Regions from separate parts of the Drosophila melanogaster genome. Here region 1 is linked to region 2. Evidence: chromatin contacts called from public Hi-C data. All regions are on one chromosome and are shown on one strand. The core of a region is the stretch at or near the end of the contact, and the rest is flanking DNA. Distances in the headings are between cores, read along the strand shown.

Region 1 (7,818 bases), core at 4,314-6,813, 90 kb before region 2:
AGCTAAATATTTTTAAATCTATCTTAATTCTACCGCTTTAATTCTTTGATACTTGAGATACTGCTAGCTAATTTAGCAAGTTCCTAATGGTTTCTAGCCGCTTACATAATTCTTGGCCGACCCGATGGCTCTTTATGGCCGCTTTTTATAATGCTGGCCATGCTATAAGCCAAAGAAAACATCTGATGTGATGCCTAGTAAATAGCCGCATAATTGAGAGCAGTCAAAGCGCCGTGACTCACATAAACGGGAGATCGTTGCCGCAGCAGATACTTTGCTGCTCTCTGGCGCAGCTAAAATCGTAAAAAATCAAATCAAAACGCGGCAAGTGAAAGTTACTGGAAGTGGCAGAGCCATTTTTTTGGACGTGCTCGGGTATACATAGCTATACAAAACGAGAAAAAGAATCGATGTGAAAACCGATCGCACACATTAACGCGAGCATAGGCAAGGGCTCTTACATAAGTTGCTGTTATCTAAAGCTTAAAAAATTCCTAATTTAAAAGCCAGGAATTCGTTGTCAGCTAACTGTCTTGAATTAAATATATGCAATGCATAGAGGAACATTATATGCGGTTTTACTTTGAGACTAGTAATTTCTAACTATCCAACAACTTAAATGGCAAAACTTTAAAGCAAACATTTCAATTCGTAGCATCTCTGTAGAAACTACTGTATCCATTCCATATCCAATAAAACTTTGGTATTTATATTTTGATCAGTTAAATTTGATCTTGTGACCCTAGGCAAAAAATCGAACCCGTAAAAGCACTTAGATTTCCTTTACACTTACCGGCACGTGCCTCCGAGTGCTCCTCCTTCTCCTTGTCCACTTGGTAGTCCACTTGATTCTTGAAGAACTTGAGCCTTTGGGTCACATTCACGTCCTGCACATCCAGAACGTTATCCAGGTAGCTGAAGACGTTCTTTTGGAAGCAAGATACATCTGGCTTTAGATAGCAATCGCGGACAAGGCCGTCCCACAGCTCGTTTCCACTGGCGAATCGCCGGGCCAGTCTAAGGAGCAGGGAATCACTGGGAGCCATTTTGTCCATCGGCTTCCTCGTGGGAAACTTGGTGGCATTTATCAGAGGCTGCCAGTCTTCTTCCGGCGGTAGTTCCGTCGTCGTCGCAAGCTCGACATCCTCTGGGGATTCCGTTGGTGACTCGGTAAACATTTCTTGCTCCTCGGTTGGCTGCGATTCCACGGTCGGATGGCTTAAAGGAGTGGTAGAGAGATGACGGCCAAGACGACCATTCCGAGCCGTTCCATCCGCTTTGGCGGCCGAGTTTATTAGGCAGATCAAGAGGAGGAAAATCAAGTGGCCACTCGTTGATCTGGCCATGCTCACTGGATGGCAGGTGCGATTTCTACTGGAGGATGTCCACTGTTGCTGGCTCTCACCTGAGCTCCGATTATGGGGCAAAGCACTGTATGTGTTGGGCATTTCAGTTTCGTTTTATTTGGGTTTCACCTAGCCAGTTAGCACTGCTGACGGCTTCTTCACACCTTCAACCTGCAATTGCAAATGCAATTGCAAGTGAAATTGCAATGTCTTTTCCTATTCGAAGTGCACCTTGGCCCTGCAATTTAAGTGCAACCTAACAGTTTATTTAGCTGATTTCACCGGGGTACGTGTTTGGGAACCTTTCGTTTTAGCGTACACAATAGGCGGCTTTATTGGCGAAACCATTAGCCAATCGACAAATCAATTTATGAGGCACTCGGTTTAACACGCTAACTCAATTCCATTGATTGTCGGACGGATTTTTTCAGCAGCTCAATTCTTTTTGTATTGATTTTAATGTACTTTCTTCGATGTGTTTGTTTTCGACTGGTTTGTTTGGAATTTCGCTGTCACATTTAGCGCGTTTTCTATTTGCTCTAGTCGGCTATCTAGCTACCTGCAATTACTTCACTGCGACACACCTACGGCCTAACGGTTTCGTATCTGGAAGTTACTTGTATCTCGTGGATATGCAAATCACCTGTTCGCGCGACTCGTGTGCGCATGCGTGCGCGTCTGGTTAACAACTGAGCGCGTCGTGGCCCAAACAGTTGGCCAAGATCACGGCCAGACTTAAGGCAGACCGGTCGCTCTCTAGTTTTTTGCTCTTCTCAACGGTTCGGTCGGTTGTCGATGACTTTTTGCAGTGCGCTATCGGTTGTATCTTGTAGCTGGTTTATGGTATCTTCTCCTGCATTCACACGTCGCTCTTCCTAGATTCTTTCGCCGCGCAAAACCTTAACTGTATTTCTTGCCGCTGCTGAAAGTTGCTTCGTCTACACTCGCTCCTCTATGTTTGTTTATCCATTTTCCATTTAGCTTCGGATTGCTTCGAGTGCAGTTTGTCTGCTGGTTTGATGTTAATTTTCCTTGTACTTTTTGCGACGCTCTTCCCTAGTCGGCGCTTTTCACGGCCATTTGGTGTCCAATGAACGGGTTTCCCTACAACGACAAAGTTTATTACAATATGTTTTTATGGGGCCAATATGTTTAACAAGTACTTATTCCGGCAACTTAAAATCCATATATACAAGAAAATGGGTCAATAGGCAGCGGTCAGACTAGTAAATCGATGACCGGCAAAAGTTTCTTTTTTATTGTGTCAAATTACAATATTCTTTGAATTTCGTAAAGTTTCTATGACGGGTCAAGGTCGAGTGATAAAAATACACTGAATGAAGTTATTACAGATCTAAGAAAAGCGATTGTAAACTATGCAGCCCAAGAATTGTAGAAGATTCCTTTTTATATTTTCTATCATTTTTATCTAACGTGATTGAGTCAAAAGTTGACCTACTAATATTAGCGAATACATGAAAATGTTCTGAAAAATAATCGTCGACAAAGCTTAACTTTTGTTCACAGCGATTGAATATAGAACAGAATTGAAAAGACGTTCTGGGCGGCAAAAGAAAGCAATCAAGTTGTCAAATAAAATCGCCATTACACTTCCGATGAGAAGAGCAACAAAAGATTTGTGGTGGCATACATGTGACATCTGTATGGATGTATGTATGCCTTTTGACTTTTGTTGTTCCCGAGTCATTGAAAGTGCTTCAGCCAATATGTCATTTATGATCAAGATATCAATAGAAGTGCTTGGCACTCTGACCGCATTATTACTGCTTTACTTTGGCTCTGAACCCGTCTGAGACCTTCCCAGCATTATAATTAGCCGAAAATAGTCGCTGATTTGGGCCTAGACATGAAAGTCGAACGGTTTAGCTGCTTATAATCATGTTCCGATGCAATCAATTGGGCCGCATTACGCGCACAGCTGCATACTGGAGTACCACTTATTATTATTATTATTATTTTTAACGAGCTGCTACTTGCTTTCTGCAGACGGTTCGTATGCGTAATGTGCATAAACGACATGTGTTTCATGTAACGCTTCGCGATGTTATGGCTTTTCATATTAAAGGCATTTTATTAAAGTGCCATGGCGGCTTATGTCATGCCAACAGAGATAGCCATAAGCCAGCGAGTACACAATTGCTATAAAAATAATGGCCAGCTAAATCAAGTTTAGGGAGTCGGCGACAGCAGAACACGCTCTCCAGAAGAAAAAAAAAACAAAGCCATGTGATGTAAGTTCTTTGCGGGTTCAAGCCAAGTCGAAGACCCAGCTGCAACCGTTAGTTGCCTTTAAAGGTTAGCGGCTTAGAAGCATGGCTTAAGACTTTAGTATACAAACTGTAGCTGAGTTTGGGCAGGTTGTCTATTTCGATTTAATATTTTGAGTACACATTAGAATGAAAATGGTTAGTTAATGAAGAAAGTAATATTTGTTGAGCTAATGTGGCATCGTTTTATGTCTGCTTTTTGATGAAATGGTTGTGTTTAAATTAAATATTAACGGATTGTCGCTGTTGGCATAATTTTTGGGATTTTTGCAACCCTCGAGAGACATTTGTTTACGACTGCCGTTCTGTTGTTGGCTTTCACTCGAGTGCTTTCTGCTCTTTTTAATAATGATTCAATTACATCTATTTTAATGACACTTGGAAATGGCCAGCTCTCGGCTGGCCTGGCAGATTACGTTTTCGGAAGGTAACAAGCTTTCCCTGCGAGTTGTTTTTGTTTTGCCACTATCAGTCGCAGCATTTCCGCGAGATTTTATTGCATTTTTATGTGACAATTTCTCGGGCTGACACACGCATCCGAACATCGTTCCGCTCGACGAGCGGTTATGTAAAGCTTCAAGTATTTGCATTTCATTAAATTGTTCCAATCCCCTCAAAGACTTTCGGTTTCAGTCGAACGCCTAGTGAATGTGGATTGCAATCTAATAGATTGCTAATTTCACTTTGTGCGTGCCTGTAACTTAGTTCGCCAAGTGTGTGGTGTGATTTGTGCTAGCGTGCAAATATTTTCAAAAGTTTTTTAACTCCGTCTGCATTTCTTCGGTTGCGTTCCAGAGAAATCTATAGCAAACTCACTTTCGTTGCGGTTAACCAACTTGACTCACTAATGGCTTATTAAGTCCAAATAGATCGGATTCAACGTACTTTATACGATCCATCCATCTGTCGGGGAGAGCAACAAATTGGTCAAAAGTGCACTTATTGGCCCAGGGACAATAAAAAGTGTAGTTAAAACGAATTTGAGCTCTGAATAAAAAGGCTTAATGCCAGCCCACCGCCCCCTTCCACATATGGCTGCGGTTTATCGCCTGCAAATTATTCTGAAAGGTTTCGTTTTCAATTAAGTGTGATTATTTGGAGCGAACCACCACAATTGGCGATTGCCTTTTTACTCTGACCATTTGTTTACTTTCTTCTGGCATGCTCCTAATTTGTTTATCACTGCAAATAACTCTATTATTTTTGGTTTGCTTCGTTCTGAGAACGTACAACCGCCGAGCACGCAAGCCCAACAGCGAAGCACTAATTGGGATTCTAATGGGTATTAGAGCGCGTTGAGATTCCCATCTGGCATGCGCTAATAACTCGAGGTGGGCGGCGAAAGGTCTTTAAGAAGCTTAAGAACCCAACGAAGGCAGCTGGCAGAGCCAAGCGACCGAAGTGAATTTCACTTTTACCCACTGGGCCAAATGCACACGGACATGCATCGCATTTCGCCTGCAAAACGGGTTTCCATTTTTTTCGGTTGATAAGTGCAACCGGCTTGCCAGCTGTTGGCCTCTGTTTTGTTGGTCACTCATGCAACTGAAACTGGGTCAGATATTTGCATGACCATTCGATGCGGAGGCAATGTGCGACTTTCTGACTTTACCTCACGTTACTTTACCTCACTTGCAACGACGGTGCTTCCCCGGAAATTAACACGCACAGTAACTGCGACAAACACTGATCATCACCATTGGCTCATAATTCTTGGGCGCGATTCGGAGTTGCTTGACATGGCGTGGTGCATAATTAGCGAGTTGTTTTGTTATTTGTCCGGCAGACACTTTCGCTCTCGCTTTTCACAAGAAGAAATTTGTTAAGTTTGATTTCCAGAATCCGTTGTGTCTTTCACTTTTTACGCTTGCTTCTGCCCATAAAAAAACAAGCAGTGTGGCGCGATAAACGTGGCTGACCGGCGAGCGTGGATAACCAACTGAATGTGGAGGCAGCTCCATCGCACCAAAGATGCGGCCAACTTTGGGTGTTGGTAGGTGAGTTTATTCGTACCAACACAGGTGCATATGAATCGAGACACAGACACGAACTACCTTTCTCAAGCTGGGAAAGAGATGGAGAGAAAGTAAGTACACCTGTCCGCCTGAAAGTATGCCACAACTCTGCTGACTTTTTAAATGAATTGACAAAGAGTCGCAGTAAAATCTGGCTAATCCGGATAACAAATTAATTTTCTGTTTCTTTTAAGCCCCTTTATGTCGGCATAAAATGCTTAAAAGATTATAAAATTTTAATTTGACAAGAAATTTGAAGTAATTATATAATTTAATAAACTGGTGTGTACCGAATAAGAACAGAATATAATGTTTTTAATTAATACATCTGTTGTTCTTATGACAGCTATATAATATTAGATAGATTTTTGATAAATCAAAGAATTCGAATAAATTGTGACCAAAAGTAACGAAGGTAAATTTTTTAAGATTTTATATTTGGAAATAGAAAGGATACTTTTGGAAAAGTTTCATCCAGATCGCTTCAAAACTTAGACACGGACGGACAAATTTCACTGCGTTGCCAACTTCTGACTAAAAAAAGTATACCCTCTGCATGGGTCTTAATTCATCTTAAATCTTAATTCATGTAAATAATTCTGTTGAATTAATAATGTATACACTTTTAAAAACCTTTGTTTTTCACGGGTTTTATTTATTATGTTTCCATTTAAATACAGTGGAAATACGAGACACTGAGTAGACTCTTAAAATGTCTTAACCACTCTTACACAAATTAAACTTACAGGTATGACTCTTTTGCTTCATGTTATTCGTTTATTTTATTTTATTAATTTAGCTTGCGGCAGCAGTTGTCTCATTGTTTTCATTGGTTTCAATCAATTTTAGCACAGTATCATTTTGGTTACTGCTATCCGACAGCAATCTTGTTGGCTCAGTTGACATTGTAATAGGAGCTTCAGTTGTGGAAGTTGTAGTAGTAGTGGTCGTTGTCTTTCGCCATTTTCCCCTCCACTTTTTCGGGCCATCTTGGCTGACCGGCTTCACTCGATTCCCGATTATCTTGTGCCAATCAGACCCGTTGTCCTGCTGAAAAGAGTTTCTAAGTAGATTTTCGCCCATCATCCCATTGAAGCCCATTGCGATTTGGTCATCCACTTTATCCTTGGACGGTCTCCTCATCAGATCTATCTGTGGATTCAGCATTAAGGGCATCGGATACGGAATATAAAATGGAACAGGGTAGAAAACTGGTTGGGCGTTTAGGGTATTCATTGGTCCCTGGTCGACAATTGGGGAGCTCTCCCAAATTCCGGGCATCAGCAATAGGTCCTGCATTGAAAGTCTCTGTTTTGGTTTATAATTTGGGCCAGCTTTCTGCTTCTGAGGAGGTCGTGTTTTTTTATTTTGCTTCTCTGTGGAAGCCGTTGTAAAACTGGCTAGTGAAATAGTGGTAGCAGAATCTGGAATTACTGTGGTCTCCATATCCTGTTCCGATTTGATTGACTCCCCAAATGCTGGCCTTGCTGTGGGATTTGAAAGCACGATCAGTGGAGCTTTGGGATCATCTCCGCTAGCTTTCAGCACTGCCAGTAACTGCTCACTGTGCAATTGACCAAAACATTGCCTAGTAAGGCATACGAAAACGGCTACCACTAAAAATACGTAGTAAAATATAAAAATGTTATCTGTTTAATTATTTTTACTTACCACTTAAAATTATCTTCATAGCGACGTTAAACAAACTGAACATATTTTTGATTTTTTTCGGTCTTTATACGTCTGCCTCGAATTGGAAAGTAGGTTACTGGTTAATCAATTCTTACTAATTTGGCTAATTGACATACTAATTTTTCTTAGAACATACATGTATAATTCACTATGCGATATCTCTGTCTATAAATGGCACAAAATTTAAACCGCACATTATACGATTCTATTTTTAAAAATATTAATTCAATTCTCTTTAAATTATTGCATTAAAAGCTAAGCTCTTAAAATAAATTTCTAAAAGGAATGGAAGCTCTTTTCGGAAAACAGAATGTTATGTGATGTTTGTTCAACAAATAATCTGTTATAAGGATCCGTCCATTTCTTCAAAAGTTTTTTTTAGCTGGTTATTAATTTATTCTAAAAGTAAGAAATAGGTTTTTTAATAGATTCATTCTGTCCATTTAAAAACTCCATAGATGTCAACACCTGTTTCCT
Region 2 (7,516 bases), core at 2,748-5,247:
ACACAAAATAAAGGTTTTTAGTATTTTTCTTTTGTTGATATTGCACGATAGTCCACTTTCCTTTTACTTGTTTATTTTTACAATTTCTATGAATAACAAATCGAGGCTCCACTGTTTTGCCTCTCTCCTAAAACTCTGCCACAATCCGTGTATTCATTTGCCGGCCGCAAAGTATACGCCACATATGAAATCTTTAAATTTTCCGAATGCATTGCAATCAACACGAATTGCAAGTCAACATCCTGCGGCATTTGTGCTGAAAATGTGGGAGGGGCTGCAAATCAGTTGCAACTAATTAAGGCGCCCAGTAGCCACGGCAACTGAAACAACAAGTGGAGTCGGAAAAAGCCAAGCCGCAAGATTGTTGCTTGTGACACGCACAGGTGAAATCAAACAGAAGTATGTTTTAATTATAAAACAATTAGATTAAAATAAATTAAACGTATCGCTGAGCCCAGTCAGGCAATCGATTAGAAATGGTAGAAAAACAGCCGCAGAAAATAAACAAGGTGCCGTGCGATTAAAATGCAGGCGAAATTCGTGCCGGTGAAAATAAAGCAGCAGCTGTGCAGCGCGGCAAAGCCACAGAAAATCAACATTAACGTGGCCAAAGTCTCGAAGCCGAATGTCTCGAATGTATGGCCACGTAATTGGCTCAAAATAAACAATATTATTATTATTATCGTTATTGGCCAGCAAATACAAAATGCAAATTCTTAGGATGGCTCTAATTGCGCTGGTTTTCAGGCCACTTGCATTTCTCGCATGACTCGTGACAATTTCGCTTTGATTGACTGCCAATGAGTCAATTTGGCTGTCAGCCCTGGCAAATCCGGTGGTCATGGTGCGAAAAGTGCCTCCAATCCGCAGACAAGCGGTTTGCCAAAACAACTTCGTTGTATTTCGGGATGATTATGTAGTATCAACGAGAACGATAACGATAACGATTCGGAGACAGCCATGCGTTTAATAGGCGAATCTGCAGCTCTAAGCGTCTTGTAGTGGTAATTCTCACTTGTCCTTTGGCAGGGAAAGGTCCTTTGAAGACTGCAATTCTAAGAAGATCACTTGCATAGAAATAAAATGCTCTAACAAGACCTGAAGTTGCTTTCCAATGTCCTCGAAACTTTCTGTCTAATTTTAAAACTCTCAATGGCTTCAAAGTTCAGGCAATTCGTATGCTTCGCTTCACGGACAATAAAATTGCTTCAGTAAGCTTCAACTTAAGTTTTATTGAAAGAGTGCATTTATTGCACAGGGAAAATAAGATATGTCGTTTTGTTAGGGTCAAATATATGAATATATGAAATGTGGAATAGTCCAAAATCTTTCAATAAAGTACTGCACGGATAATATAGTTTGTTAAAATTTATTTATAATATTTATTATAATATTTGTTTATAATAAAAAACACATTGTGAATAACACAGTGAATACTTTAACTTCTTGCCACATATTTGAGCAGATATGCTTTGGATATTAATTGTATTAGTTAGTTATTAGTTTATTAGTTAGTAATGAAATAAGATCAATTTGAGTGTATTTTCATTTAGCGTACTTGGATGAACATTTTTAAAGCATAATCTCTCAAAAAAGGAAACCATCAGTCAGTCAAAAAAGGACAGCAAAAGTTTTCTGTACAATTTATTGTTTTGGTGAAAGCAATATGACAAAAGCACTTAAGTTCTATCGAAGTTTATTGTGGAAAAAAGGTTCAAAAGGCCAAATGTTTTCATAAGAAATAAACAGCAAAATAAGAGACCTATCTGGCAAGAGTAGTATGTTTTTGATTACATACTTTGAGAAACATCTGCACATAGATACTTATTTTGGCAGCATAAAAACTTTTTGGTTGCAGACAAAAGTCCAAACAATTGGGGCTGCTCAGCGAATACGAATTTTTTGGCTTAAAAACTTTAGATTTGTTCTTGCCCAAGTTCTCGATTTGATTTCGAACTGAAAGCAGAGCCTTGGCCTCTTTAAGCACAGTTAAAACGCGATTAAAATGTGTTCCAGGATGAAAGTGTAACGCCTTCGGCAGGTAAATATAATGAAATAGGCAATTTCCACTCTTAGTTTCAGCTAAGTGCATTGAAAACATTGAAATCAGAGCCAATTTGGGCGAAGAAGCCGCTGGCCTCCCGAGCGGACTCCACCCAGCGGATCCGGTTGCAGTCAAGGATCATTAAACTTCGGAGGCACCCTCAAACTGGAGCAACTAGATGGCTACTGGCCAGAAAAGTGGACCTGGGCCGGGTCGGATCGGATCGGATTACCGCTTTCGGACTGCGTCACCGCTTTCTTTCGCTGTCCATCTGGGCTGTTGGCCTTGGCCATCTATTGTTGCGGGTTTGGGCCATGTTGGAGCCCCAATGGTTGTTGCGGTTGTTTTCTTGGCGAACCGCTTCGCATTACTTGCGCTTTTGAGGCATCGACGACGGACAGTGGTGTCAAGTTGCGAATGGCGCTGACATCCAGATTACAGTCATTACACTCACAGAGGATCTCCGTCCACAAAGATTCAGATAGGAGATAGAGCCGCGATCGCCGATAAAACGGTGCCACTGCCAAAGAACGGTCGAGGTCTGATTGCCACTGCCTCGAAATTGGCCACAATTACCGAGCCCACCTGCGTGCTCACCTGGCTGGCTGGAAAAGTGAATATTTATTAGTCCGCTCATCATGCACCGACGAAAAGTGCTGCTTATTGGCTGCTTTTCCACCGCACTCCCCCGGATTTCGCCTGCTCAGCAGAATGTAACAGAGCCGGCGATTTATGAAAAACGAGAGCTAATAGTTCGTTTCACTTTTCTTTTATTATTTATTTATTTATTGTGTACAGGCGGCGAGGCGTGGCCACATCTCAAGCTCCAGCACAAGCCCCAGCCTCCCACTTTTCCAACCACCTACCTCCCACCGCCCGACGACTTGCTGTTTAATTGTACTCATACTCGACTCGAGCTGCACTTTGCTTTTACTTTTGCCTGCGAAAATTGTTTTTAGCAAATTGCGGGCAAATTAATGAGCAGTAAATTAGCCGCATTAGTACGGCGGCCACATGCCGCGGACGCCGCAGAAGTTAGTGGCTTTCTGCCACTGCCACTGTCATGGCCACGATTGCCGCTTCTGGACGAGAGCCATGTGAGCCGGAGTCGCCCACCTGTACGAAGGTCAGGGATCCGGCGTAATGTCACGTGGTTAATGAAATTACAGCTAATTAGATCACCCTTTGAACCTTTTGGGAGTGCAGCTCGAAAGCGGCGTTCGCAAATACAAAGCCAACTGTAGACCACTGCGTTTGAATTTACACTGGGATGAGTATTGCTGAGCAAGCGCATTTTCATTTAACAAATTGTTGTAAAATGGAATTGACTGTTGTTTTTGGACTGCGTGGCCGTGTGTAATACACTATTCATTCGATTTTAATAATCACGTTGCTATTGCATTTTATAAGTAAGTATTAGAGAGTAACCCAAAATGTTACCTTTTTATCCTCCCTATAATGTTAATTATTATAATGTTATTATAATGTTAAATTGTAGTTTTTAATTATATTTTAATATAGAGTGATTTTGGGTGACCTGGCCAACTTTACATATAAAAAGATTTTACTTTCGGCTCGAAATTGTCAAAGTGAAATGTGTGGCTGAGACCACTGTGCACCATTGATGCCCCACAGCTCTGGTGTTGCGATACTGAAATACTGTAGCCTGCCCGCTGAGCGATGGCCGTCACTCAGCTGGTTGACTTGAAATCAAAACTGTAGCAGAAACGTGCGATGTTGCGATGCGGCGCTGGTGGTGGTGTTTTGTTAGTGGATGCCAAGGAGGCGGGGGTGGTGCAGTGTTAGTGTGGCGCAGCAGTGGTGCTGCACGCAGCGTGGTTTGATGCTGCTGCTAATGTTGCTGCCACTGTGCCGTTGCCGCAGCTGCTCCAATAAAACTGAGTTGCATGCAACGGCTGGTAATTAGTCTCCACAAGGCGCTGCATCAGCTGCCATCGAATCGCGATCGATCGCATCCATGTGAAGGATACGCCGTGCTCTCGTCCTTTTTCTAGTGTCGTGTGTTGTGTTGAGTGTTCTACCGAAAAAGAAAACCTGAAAAAGCCCGAAAATGCCCAGGCATTTAGTTGCCAGCTGCCTTCTGCTGGCTTTGGGTCTGAACATGAGCCTGGCGGCGATTCACAAGCGCAGTGGTGCGAATTCGTTGGGAGTGGATCCCGAGGGCAAGCCTGCGGCGAATCCTGCGGTCAGTGTGGAGAACACTGACCTGCTGGACAAGCTGAGCTGGAAGTGCGCAAACAACGCGAGTTGCCTGTACGGGGTGGCCAATGGTCTCATGGCCTCCTACCGTCGTGGTGAAACCCTCAAGCTGGGGCTTTTCGACCTGGTCAAGTTGCCCGAACTAGATGCTTCTCGGAAGCACAAGTGGGGCACTGGGCGCGGTCTCTCCGGCTTTATGGACTTTGTGACGGAAAACGCCATCAGGGTGCCCGTGGGCCCCATGGTCTTCAGTGTTCAGCGAGCCGAGGACGACAGCGATTATATCGAGGTAGCACTGCTGAAAAAGACCTCCAGCAGCACAGGTAATCACCAGAGAAGGGGTTCCAATCAGCGAATGACATATGCCTGTCGTCCAGGCTATGCCATTCGAGCCCGGCGGAGAAGCTTAGCCAGCTGCTCCTGCTTGGCATGCGACTGGTATTTGAACGTTACCAGCCTATCAATGGCCCTAAAAAGTCCTTGGCAGATGCTTACACTGGGAAATTATAAATGAATGAAGATTTATTTTCTGAATATATTACAATACATACGCAATTTAAATCTATATTCAAGAACCACTAAATATTAGTTCTGATCAAACTACTTAGCACTATCATCTAAACGGATTAGATGGTTGTATAATTCTTTGGTAATCAGAACCACTCTCGAAAACCTCATATATTCACTGTGTTATGAGTGTAGACTTTCTGGGAACTTTCAAAGCTACATTCTCACCCAATGCATATCAATGACTTTGTCCGGGAGCCCAAACTGCCATTACTTACCCCTATTTAATCTGACATTCGATATACATGGCAGCAGCGCATCAATCATGCCGCATCTCTTGACAAGAAAGGGGCGGGCCGATCAAATCCTGTGTCGCACTATTACGTATACGTACGAGTGCCATTAAAGCCATAAAGCCTAAAACGTGTCTTGTTTCCCAAAATTCCACTACAGGCCGCCTGCAGGTCAATGGAGGAGGACTACTGGGCGGTGGAGGTGGCCTGGGAGGAAATGGTGGCGGTGGAGGAGGCCTGCTGGGCGGCGGAGGTGGTGACAATGGCGGCGGAGGCGGTCTTCTGGGCGGACGGAGGCGGCACCAGCACCAGGACAAGAAGCAGTTCCAGATGTTCATACCCATGTACCTGGCGGCCACAACATTCGGGTGGACGATGGTGGCCGCAAAGGCGGTGGGGCTCCTGACTCTCAAGGCTCTGATCCTGTCCAAAATTGCCTTCGTGGTAGCCGCAATAGTGTTGATCAAGAAGCTCATGGACAACGCCAGCGAAAAGTGAGTATATGAAAATGTAGACTACAAATTATTATTAGGATTGATGCTCCTTACCAAATATGAAATTACATGAAATTTACGTAGGCAAATTGCGTAAAACTTAGGCTTTTGAAAGAAAGATACTTTTGGATAATGATATGATGATGATGATGGCAAGATGGTGGGCGTGACATTTTTGGGCGCAAGAGTAGCTTCTAAAAGCACCATTTAATATTTGGCTGTTATTACATTTACGCTACCTTACGTAGAAATCGGAACGCAAATAAAATCGCCTTGATATTTGTTTAAAGGATGATGTACCAGTTCCCGGAACAGACGCCGTACATGATGCCGTACGGCATGGACTATCCGCTTCATGGAGCGGAAATATCGCCGGAAATGTACCCGTCATCGCTGCACCACCTGGCGATGGCCGGAGGCGGCCAGCTGCCAGGACATCCCGGACATCCGGGACTGGAGAGTCTGAGCGCCGAGAGCCACCTGCACTCCGCCCAGGTGTCCAGCGACGGCAGCAATAACACACAGGTGCTCGCCGCCTTGGGTGGTCTGGGTGGACTGGGACACAAGATCAAACGTGAGGACTCGTGGATGGCGAAGAGTAAGTGTAAGTTGATCCAGCTTCTCGATTTTCCAGATAGAGGGGGGACGGGTTGGGGCGCCCAGACTTCCCATATCCTCCCGTTTTTTTCGCCTCTCTATGGCCCAGGTAAATTCCCTGAATGCGGTGGCGGTGGCAGCGGCTGCAGCCGAGGGCGCCATTGAGGACGACTATGATGACGAAGAGTGAATAGTGTACTTATTACTTTCATTTGTTACCCGGCACGCACACACCAGGTGTGGGTTCTCGAGGGAATAACACACACACAGCACAAATATTCGCTGTCAATGGTTTTTTGTGCAGCTTGTAATTTGCGTTGCATACTTTTAGAAAGCTTCTTTCATTAGATTGCAAACGAATAGTCAAAGTGGCTTCCTATTGATGAGGGCTTTCTTTGAGATTTATTTGTAAGACAATTCATTTTGGATTTAATCAGAATCTAAAATAGAGTTTAGGACAAACACAAGGAAATGGTCTTTGTGAATGGAAGAACTATTTATATTATCTATATATCTATATATATTTATAGATATATATATATATCTATCTAACTATATCTATATCTATCTATATCTATCTATATCTATCTATTTTCATTTATTTGAGCCCTAACGGCGCTGAAGTTCAGTTAGCATTACAAATAGTTGCATACCTTTTAACTGGTGCGAGTATTTGATGTTAGACAGAAGAGAAATACCGAAGTCTGAAGGTGGGATAGCAATTTCAAGCGTTATCCTTCAAAAATAAAAATAGGATATTTTATAAATGAAGAATGAGAGTGCTGAGAAATTCAATTAGAGTGGAGGTGTGGATTTTGCAATAAACTCCAAGTTGGTTGGGAATGCGTTCCACCCTTTTACACTGAACTTAAAAACACATTGACCTTCTCCACCCGGGAATTTATTACATCAGTACACCTTGCTTCCCCAACACCACAAACCTCTCATATCCAAACCCGTGGCTAAAAAATGGCTCCCGGCACCAATTACTTGCCTGATTAACGATGGAACTCGTGTTGCAGCCACTCCCGCCCGGCGACCCCTGATCTACAACTACGTGCAACCACACATGCCGTACTACCGCTCCTGAGGCGAGAATTAGCCAATTAGCAGCTACCAAAGACCCTTGGGAGGAGGAGGTTGCTCTGCTGCCATAGGACCCAAATAGCGGACACGTTGCATCGGAAAAACAGCCTAGCGAGCTGGCGTATTGTTATTATTTATTGAATTGTATTTAACTTAGTTAAACCTGGCGCACACATTTAGTCTAGTTCTTGTCTCTGTAATTAGCAGTCGAAGTGCTACAAAAAATACAAAAAAAAAACCATTAAAGAATTGAACGCAAAGTTGTTCAGAAATCA

What was found. A called contact is a pair of places that touch in the nucleus more often than the background predicts.
Region 1: a contact with region 2 is called in a Hi-C map of the Kc167 cell line, with 1.6 times the contacts expected there. The contact joins the promoter of Osi17 here to the promoter of Osi4 in region 2. A contact is called at or near these places in 28 of 107 Hi-C or Micro-C datasets (the Clone 8 cell line, the D17-c3 cell line, the Kc167 cell line and 9 more).

Annotation. Positions count from the first base shown.
Region 1 is chr3R:6,309,517-6,317,334 of dm6, reverse strand. Osi17 (Osiris 17) reads right to left here and starts at 5,563. Exons shown (of 10, transcript NM_001275379.1): 1 at 5,262-5,563; 2 at 794-2,450. The coding sequence starts at 1,448. CG31560 reads right to left here and starts at 7,359. Exons shown (of 2, transcript NM_169135.2): 1 at 7,321-7,359; 2 at 6,337-7,265. The coding sequence starts at 7,339. The coding sequence ends at 6,445.
Region 2 is chr3R:6,218,262-6,225,777 of dm6, reverse strand. It overlaps Osi4 (Osiris 4), which reads left to right and starts at 3,997. Exons shown (of 4, transcript NM_141366.2): 1 at 3,997-4,587; 2 at 5,225-5,558; 3 at 5,849-6,156; 4 at 7,178-7,460. The coding sequence starts at 4,116. The coding sequence ends at 7,245.